2 separate regions of the Sus scrofa genome follow, and region 2 is linked to region 1. A link is a contact called in public HiChIP or PLAC-seq data. All regions are on one chromosome and are shown on one strand. Each heading gives the region's core, a stretch centred on a gene start, on an enhancer-like site or on the middle of the called end of the contact. The rest is flanking DNA. Distances are from core to core; before and after follow the strand shown.

Region 1 (4,750 bases), core at 748-3,247:
GAAGCAGGGAGGGGGAGGGGCGGTTTGACTGAGTTCGCTCGGGGGCAGCAGAGGCCAGGGCCAACCGCCTCCCGGTCGGCGTGCGTTCAAGCCCCGGGTCCGGAGCGTCGCCTACGGCCCTGCAATGATTTCACTGTTTCAGAGGAGCGACCGCCGGGCCCGAGGCTGCCACGTGCCCCGTTCGGCCCCGTGCACTGCGTCGCGGAACCGACCCGGACGCGGCCGCGGTCACCGCGGGTCCCAGAGGCAAGCGAAAGGAGAGGGCTGGCGACCGGAGAGGGGCTCGAGCTTGCCAAAACCGGGCAGGGGGATTGCTCCCTGGAGACCGCCGGCCGCAGGGGGGCTGTCCTTCTACGCACCCCCACCTTTCATCCCCCAAAGGGGGAAGGGCCGGAGCGCGGGGCACGTTTCGCAACTCCGAGGGCGGATGCAGGCGGTGGCCGGGCGGGATGGAACAGCCCTGCCCGCCGGGGGACCCCGGCCCAGCCGAGCCCCGTTCCCGGCCTGTGCCCCTCCGCGCAGTGCGCGCTCCGGCCCGCGTGGCCGTGGCTGTCCGGCCCCTGCTCGAGCCGGGCAGCGGGCCACCCGCGGAGGGGACAGTGGCGGCCTCGGGGCCCTGCGCCGCGCGGGTCGCAGCCCGCCACTCCTTCCGCGTTCCGTGCCCTCGGCGCCTCCTCCCCCGGCCCCAGAGAAACGCTTGTACCTTCCACCGCCTCCTCCACCATCTCGTCGTCGCTATCCATGGCGGCTGGGGACCCTGCCCAGCTCGGGGCCGCGCCGCTGCCTCCCGTCCCTCCGGGTGCTCCCGGCGGCTGAGCGAGCGCTGGGGCTGAACCCTGCGAGTTTAGAGGAGGAGGAAGAGGAGGAGCAGTCGGGGCTGGCTCGCACTGCCTCCCCCTACAGCCCTTTCAATTCCTTGGCCTTAAGCTGCTCCGGCAGCAGCCGTCCCTCCTCCCTTCGCCCACTTGCCCCTTGCCTCCGAGGCTCGGGGTGCCGCCGTGGCCGCCGCCGCCGCTGCAACTTTCTCCTGTAATACCCCCTCTTTGTTATCGAGCAGCTGATCCGCTGACATCACCCAGCGCCGGTGCGCTCCCTCCCTCGTTGATTGACAGTTCCCTGTCCCTTCCCAGAAGTAAGGCTTCTTAAAACGAAAGGCGCTCCGAGTCCGCGCTGACTCCGTGCCCCAGCCCATCAGCCCCCGGGCCCAGAAGGGTTTATCTTTTGCTTCTGAGCTGCCTGGTGCGTTCCGACCGCGCCACGCCGGGCCTGGGCTCGGTGGGCTCCTCGCGAGCGCTCGGGACCTCCAGGTACCCGCCCTCCAGGGGCTCAGAACTCCCGACCTCCACCTGTGCGGGGGACCACTTGGAAGTCCGCGGGCAGTGCTCACCACCCCCACTCCCATCCCCCGCCCCTTGGACAGCCTCCAAAGGGCAAGGGAAGCTAAGGCAGCGTTCCTGACGCTCCAGCGCCTTAACTTCCTTCTGCTCTCGCCCTCACTTCACCCTCGTTTGCCACCCGGAGCTGCACGAGTGCGGCACGCACGGGAGCGCAGGTGTCCCCCGCGTTGCCGCATCACATCCGCGAGCAGGTTTCCCAGACACGGGGTGGGGGTGACATCCAGCCCAGATGAGGTTCCAACCCTAGTGCGCTGCGTCCTCACCCTCCTCGGGACCGTCAGGCGTCCTGGGTGATTCAGAAATTCACCAGATCCAAATGGCAGCGGTCTCTTTACCAGGCAGGAAACAAGCCGCGCGGAAGGCCCGGCAGGTCCCTCCTCGCGGTTGTGGTAACGGAAAAGGAACCACCGAGTGGAGCTACCGGGGAAGGACCCTCTGTCTGGCGCGCCTCCTTCTCGCGCCTCTCGCCCTGTACGTGGGATGTCCCCAGCCGTCTCCCTGTTCCTCCGAGTGCCAACCCCTTCACAGATTCGGGCTCTCGAAGTGGAGAACATCACAGGGCGCCCGCTTCCCGGCCGCGCCACTTAGTGTCATTATGGCGTTGCCTCTTACAGGTGGCGATAAAGGGCGGCTGTAAATAGCTGGCTAAATGGATGCAAATGTACACAATGTACCGTGGAATTACCGGGTGCCGCTCTGGGCATCCGCCAAGAACAGCTACTGCACGGAGAGGGCGGGGGGATAGAAGGGAGCAAGAGAAAGTTGTTTATTTTGTTTTCTGAACAGCAAAAGAGACTTGGGGGATTTCAAAGTACTTCCAGTACCGGGAGACCACGCCTTGGTTTTGGCTTTGGGCTTAAATGCCAGGTATTCTTATCCAGTGTTGTGAGTTTCTCCTTAAGTTCAGTTTTTGTTTTTGTTTTGGTTTTGGTTTTGGTTTTGTTTTGTTTTGTTTTCCTCTGTGAAAAAGAGAATCATGTTAGGAACATTTGTCCTATACTCTGCCAGGAATTTCAACCCCCTTTGTTTCAGAAAGAGAGGGAAGGGTCCTGTGCCAGGAGTTAGGAAACTTGGGTCTTGGTATTGCTCACCTGCAGAGGGACCCTGGGAGGCCACCTCTTCTGGCCTGAGTTCCTCCCTTAGGAGCTAAGAGGTGCTGCGACACTGGAAGAAGGACCCTCCAGTCTAGACTAGAACACTCTGAGGTCCCCCAGCTTAGGCTAGACTGCTCAGAGGTTCCCCAGCTTAGTCAATACCTTTCAAAAGTCTTCTGGCTTAGATTTAACCTTCTTATTAAAGGTTTCCAGTGCAGATACTTGGCTCCAAAGCTACACAGAGAAGGGGTTTCTGCAGTGGAAGATGAAAGAACCACTTCATTTTACATCATTTGTAAACATGAACCATAGAAACAGAATTTTCTTTCTTTCTTTCTTTTTCTTTCTTTCTTTCTTTCTTTTCCCCCCACCATGTACCAAGCTTACTCACTCACTGGTTTTGAGTTACATGACATTTTTTCTTATTTTCCCTTTTTAAGCATATCATCGCCTCTCTTTCATATTATACTGGTGCACACAGCACACCAGATATCATCTTCTTCTCCAGTTTCCAGTTTATCTTTTTAAAAGATACTGAAAGCTAAAGGCAGCACACATTATTTATGTATTTACTCAAAAGGGGCTGAAGCAGAGGGAGGGTAGTTTGGAAGAAATCACCCCTCGAAATACACAGGTGGGGTCACAGAGTCGCAGCAAGTTCACAGTGGGTTGGGTATGTGGGTGGAGGGAAGGAGGGAGGGATCTCATCAGGGGTGTCCTACCCTAACTTTAAGTTTAGAGGAGGATGTCCAGCTTGGTGCTATGAAGTTTTTCCTGCCCACCCAAACTGTCATGTGCTCACTTTCCACTTGCTGCTAGAGAACACGTGGAACCCTGCACACAGCCCCCATCTCTGCATCAGGCCTCCTCTGGACTAGTAAGGGGTGGAGTGGAAAGCAACCAGGGCCTTCCTGCCAGAACCTTCTTCAGTTTTGCACATGAGACAGGCAGCAGCAGGGCACAGTCCCAATCCCCTCCCCCACCACTCATGCTGCTGGCTCTGGGTCCAAAGTTTAGGCAAAATGTTTTGATGACTTCCGTAAGATCCATTTGCATTTTTTACAAATCACTTTGTGTGTGTTTTCAATCCCTTTCTCTAGATGGACTGACTGATCTTTCTCAAGAGCCCCAGAACCCAGCACAGTGCATGGTGCAAAAGGAAGGTTAAACCTTGTCAGTGATAATGGTGTAGAGAGGAATATTCTGTTTTATATAAACAGTGCTGAGTCTCTCACACACTGGATCCTCTTCCTGTGTTTGCAAAATGCTTTGTTTTCATTCGAGACTGAAGAGCGTTTTTTGAGTTCTACTTTCCCACATCTACTGGCCCCAAATCTGCTTCCATCGCATTCTTTCCCACAGTTTTCTTCATTGAGAGCTCATTTCATAAAGCCTTCTTTCCACTTGGCTTCCCGCCAGTCTCCTCTGTCGAACTCTGTCCCCACCGATGTGGTCATGGGCTAGAAAATCAATCGAGCTCTTAATCATACTGTGGGGTGGCGGTGGCGATGGCTGAGCTCCTAACTCAGCAGATCCTGATGCACCAGAACAAGCCCCACCAGCGAGGAAAGGGACGGCCCACCCGGGACATCCAACAGCCAGGCCATGGGGTGGGACTTGCTCACACCAAGGAGTGACTTTTCTAAGCTGCCTTGCTTCCTTCACATCCAAGGTTAAATCTCTTCCCACTCAGCTTGGGAAACTTAAGTCCCTCTTCCACTGCAGCAAGCAGTCAAAATACTGAGTTATTTTATTCATTTTACCACCCATGTCTTTCCTCAGTGAAGGCTGGTGCTTACTTGCAAAACCGATATAACTATTGCAATAAATATACTTTCCTGGGCATCTTCCTACATTGAAGGGAAAAAAATCTGTCAGTTCACCACGATACATACTGGCAAACAGCAAAAACCTCATGGATGTGGAACTCGTGTGGAATTCATTAGTCTGGCTGTCACTGAGCCCTCCTCCTGTCCTGTTGGTAGGGGCTGGAGGGGTCCAGGCGCCTTTGGGGTCTCCATGCTACTGCTAGGCAGAGCCTTGCCAGGTGTCCGGGTGGGTGGGTCTGTGGCTGGTGTGCCAGCTCTGCTTTGATCTTTTGCTTACACCATTGGCAGGGAGACGAAAGCAAATGAAAGAACTCTTAAATAATCAAGTCTCACTTTGGCATTGCTCACCCCTTAATGAGATTTTTTTTTTCCCTCACCATAATCTGCCAATTTGATTGAGTTTTCACCTGATCTGTTTTGATTCCCCCAA
Region 2 (4,750 bases), core at 681-3,180, 210 kb before region 1:
TAGTAACATGCAAATACATGGGCTAGGATGAATGAACTAACCATCATCATCATCATCATTTAGCCTTGGATGTAACTCCCTGCATGGCCCTCATTCAAAGCATAACCCATCAAATGGATCTCTCTTTGTCAAATAGCGGTGATCTATCAGCCTAGATATTTTATTGCTGAGTTCAGAGTATTAAATCATTGACTGTGTGTCCAACAGCTATCTGTAGGTGCACTTTAACTGGGACAAGACTCACGTAAATGTTGAATCAGACTAGTATTCACTGAGTGTTAAATACTGCTATTTATTTGTTATCAGCCAAAAAGAACATAGTAGCCAAACCATATTGCTGGTTCATCTATTCAGTTACTCAGCTCCTGGTGGAAACTACTGTTTGTTTCAAGAACATAAATTTTCTTCCCCCAAGGTGAAAATAGCGTATTATTTACAGGAGAAATTTCGGAAACCATAGCAAATAATATTGCTACAGGGGCTTTTGGGTATAAAGCTAGAGATTTGGAAACCCCAGTTGGTAGCTAAGTTAAAATTATTATCTTAAGTTAGACGGTATTTCTATATTTTAATAGTTCAGATAATTGAAAGATCTGTTGAGGTGCAGTGAAGTTTGAAGGTTATCACTAAATAACCGTTTTTATGGATTCTAAATTTGTTTTGGGTCTTATTATTTTTTTAGAAAGCTAAAGTTTAAAAAAACCCTGAAAACCATACTTCAAAACTCAGAGGCAGTTGTTTCATGAAACTTTTAAAGAGATCAGAGAATTTGAGGAAATTCCAGATTTGACTGCTAAAGCCTTACTTATGACCCAGGCAAAAGGAGAGGGTACTCAAAAATCCAAGCAATAGTCTCAGATTTTTCCATGGGTAAATGTGTTGCTCAACTCACACCTTCCACGGAGGATTAAAGAGCAAGCTGAGGAGGGTAAAGTATTTGTGTAAATATGATTAAAAGATCAAAACTATTGTGTATATTATTTAATGATGCATGACACAAAGAATGCTACGGCTGATAGAATTCATGATCTGGAAAGAGATAATCGCAAACAACCAAGGGTAAAAAATAGCTCATATGTGATGATTTGCAGTCATTAATAGACTGCCATTTTTAAAATAGTTTTACCTTGATTGTGAGTGAAATTGTAAGAGGCTCTATTCGGTATCTAGTCTGACCTTGCTTACTGCAGCAGTTCTCTATTATCTTTGCCAGATACTCTTCAGCTTCCTAAGATTTCAGGATTTCTAATGAAGGGGAGTCACAATGCTAAGCACTAGCTTGATACCAGCTCTAAGGGCGTCAGTGACCTTGAATGCTTCACTATCCCAAGGTGACTCATACAGTCCTCAACACTGCATTGCATGAACTCAATGATAAAATAAAAACACACACTCTAACCTTCAAATGTTTCTTTAGCAGTGCAAATATGGCACTTCAGGGTCTGGCTATCTTTCAGGGTCCTCTTAAAGTAGTAAAAGTAAATCACCGATACCCAGCCAGGCCCATTTAATTGGTTAACTCTTTCACGCTTTTCAGACTCCATTAAGCTCCATCTTCTCTATATCTATTTACAAATACCCACTGGGGTGAAGCCTTCATTTCTCCTTCGCCTCTGGTACCTAATTGGCACTTCATCCGGAAACACGGCGCTTCTTGGACACCGACATTTTAGCACTTTAGGCTCAAACTATGATTATACGCACAGGGAGCCTCTACGCAATGAATGAAAGGCCAATTTAGCAAGGAGGAGTAGAAAGGCTATTTTTGATGAGGAGGCGATGGGAACAGCAGCTGGCTACTCTCCCCTCGCTTCCCCCGCGCCTCCTACGCTGGGACCTGAAAGGGTGGGCGGGGCTTGCCGCTACCCTCCCGGCCCCGGCCAGCCGCCAGCTCCAGGTTTCCCAGCAAGCTTCAGGACCAAGGGGTGGGGAAAGGAGGTCATCGCGCCTGCGTACTAGGAGGTGTGACCCGGGTGGGAAAGCCCTCCGCGTCCGCCATTTTGGCTGCCTCTGTCGGTCTGTTCAGTTACCACGTGAACCGCCGACGGAGACCCGTAAGGGGGGGGGGAAAGCGGTGGTAGCGTTAAGTGAGAAAGGAAAAAAGACTACGAGGGGAAGGGGTGTCGAGGTTGGGCGACGCGGTGACCCGAGGCCTGGTGGCGGCGGTGGATCGGGGCAGTCAAGGCTGAAGCAGCCAGGGAACGACGGCGGCGGCGGTCGGACAAGCAGACTGACCGAGCCGGGCGGTGGCGGGAGCAGCGGGAGGAGCCGGAACGATGCCGGCCGTGAGCCTCCCGCCCAAGGAGAACGCGCTCTTCAAGCGGATCTTGGTAAGTGTGAGGCTCTGGGCAAGCAGTGTGGAGGATTTAGCCGGTACACGGGCCTGTCACCTCTAACCTCGGCCCGCCGGGCACCAGGCCACCCCCGCCCGGGACCCCGCCTTCGTACTCCTAGTCAGGCCGAATGCACTCCTTCGTTCCCTTCTTTTGGTTCCCACTTGGGCTCGCGCGCCAGGGACCACAGTCTTCCTCCTTTCGTCCTCACGTTTCGGAGGCCGTGGTTCCGGAGTAGGCCTCGTTCTCCTAATTTCTAGACTGCCGGTTTTCATTCTCCCCGAACGGAGAGAGGAGAGGCCTGGTCTTTAGCAGGGAAGTGGGCAGCACAGGCAGGAGTGGTGGCTCGGGTGGTGCGGGAACCATGCTGGCAGGCCGAAGTGGCACCCTTGGAAGGAACAGGTGGTGCGGATGCAGCGCAGCTCATTCATTGCCCAAGCGCGACTCTCCCTCCATCGTCCGTCCCTCCCTCTTCCTTTCCTCTTGGGATTCACCTGTCCCCGCCCGACTTGGAGACACAGAACGGCCTGGAAGGAGGGAAGGAAAAAAGGAGTTAAGAAGAGGAAAAGGAGCTTTCTAAATGACTATCTTCTTGTAGTCAGTAGCTTGCTTGAGTCTGCAGCTTCTCGGCCTCTCTCATTCCCTCTTTTCTGAAGTAGGGAAGAGACATTTATTTCTTAGTTTCCGAGCGGGAAACAGCCCCACCCCATCACCCTCCTAGGGAGGTGGGGCGCGTTGCGAGGGGGCGGTCCAGTAGGAAGTGAAAAGTTAAGAGCTTTTAGTTGAGAAGTTCTAGACCCAGGTTTTCTTGTGGATTGAACTGTATTAACACTGATGCAAGAAATAGGCAGCAAAGAGAACTTCTGGAATGGATCTTTCTGATACTAGCTCAGGCTAGATAGTTACTTGCATTTCAAATGTGTGTAGTTTGTATTTATTAAATACCATAAATGCAGCCATGTTTAGAGGACTGTTTACGTTGTAAAATTTATCTTACAACTTTGATGCTATAGTTAATACATTGTAGCACTTTTTTTGTTTGGCATTTACCATGTGGGTTGCCGCTTTCAGGGAAACTGCATTTGCCAAATTTAAGATTTAGGATTTGGAGTGTGTGTGTGAAAGTGTTAGTTTTTTCCTCTGGTAATTTAAATTTATTACATTTGTTTGAAAAGTATAACAACTCTGGGGATCCACGTTTGCTAGACCTAGGAAGGTAGTCCATGTTGAACTAACTTTGATTTTACAAAAATATCCACATGCTTACAGATTTAGTCAATTCGTGTGGAAAACATGAGGAAGTCAATCCAATACCATGTAACTCTTAATTACCTTGAAGTCCTTAATGCGAGTTTTTGGTTTTGAGACTAATGGGAGTATAGGTGGGACTATAGCACAGTTTTATCAGAACAGTTTGTTTACTTTTGAACCTTTTTAAAGAACTAATTGGTGTGTGGGTTTGGCTGTAACATAGTTTTAGGATAGCAGTTTTTTGGGTGTGTTTTTTTTTGGTCTTTTTGCCTTTTCTAGGGCCGCTCCCACTGCACATGGAGGTTCCCAGGCTAGGGGTCGAATCGGAGCTGTAGCCACCGGCCTATGCCAGAGCGACAGCAACGCGGGATCCCAGCCGTGTTTGCAACCTACACCACAGCTCACGGCAACGCCGGATCCTTAACCCACTGAGCAAGACCAGGGACCAAACCCGCAACCTCATGGTTCCTAGTCGGATTCGTTAACCACTGTGCCACGACGGGAACTCCAGCAGTTTTTTGTATTTAATATTCCTTCCCCAATGCTTATTTTGAAAAACTAAAGTTGAAAAGTTGAGACAAGGTACATGAAGCCCTCATGAACCCTTTATGTAAATTTAATATTTAAAATTTTGCCATATTTGCCTTCTCTTTCTTCTCACTCATATATACAAGCATTGAAAATAAGTTGCAGGCCTGATACTTCATCCCTAAATGCTTCAGCAAGCATCTTCTAAGAATAAGGACATTATGTTGTGTAACCACAATACCATTAACAATCATTCCCTAATATTGTCTGTTATCCAGTTTATATTCGTATTTTCCCAACTGTTATGACAGTGCTTTGTTAAAAAAAAATCAAACTTTTTATTTTTAGGTAACTAGAGTCAAGCGTAATTTTAAAAAACAATGTGGAGAGATTACCTAGGACCCTTTACCCAGTTTCCCTGTTGCTCATGCTTTGCAAGCTATAGTTCAATATCATACATAACATTGGTACAATCTGTCAATCTTATATTTCTCCATTTTACTTGTATTAATTTGTGTGTATATTTAGTTCTTGCAATGTTATCACATGTGTAGATTATATAACCATCATTACAGTCAATATATAGAACAGTTTCATGAACACAAGGATCCCTCTGTTGCCCTTTTAGAACCACACCC

What was found. HiChIP or PLAC-seq counts read pairs in DNA pulled down with a chosen protein or histone mark.
Region 2: a contact with region 1 is called in an H3K27ac HiChIP or PLAC-seq map of skeletal muscle. The contact joins the promoter of NAA15 here to the promoter of SETD7 in region 1. A contact is called at or near these places in 2 of 47 Hi-C or Micro-C datasets (heart right ventricle and skeletal muscle) and 2 of 2 datasets of contacts at active chromatin or transcription factors (alveolar macrophages and skeletal muscle).

What each region holds. Positions count from the first base shown.
Region 1 is chr8:87,475,513-87,480,262 of Sscrofa11.1, reverse strand. It overlaps SETD7 (histone-lysine N-methyltransferase SETD7), which reads right to left and starts at 1,997. Exons shown (of 9, transcript XR_002346776.1): 1 at 1,661-1,997; 2 at 704-836.
Region 2 is chr8:87,688,493-87,693,242 of Sscrofa11.1, reverse strand. It overlaps NAA15 (N-alpha-acetyltransferase 15, NatA auxiliary subunit), which reads left to right and starts at 1,930. Exons shown (of 20, transcript XM_003129186.6): 1 at 1,930-2,330. The coding sequence starts at 2,277.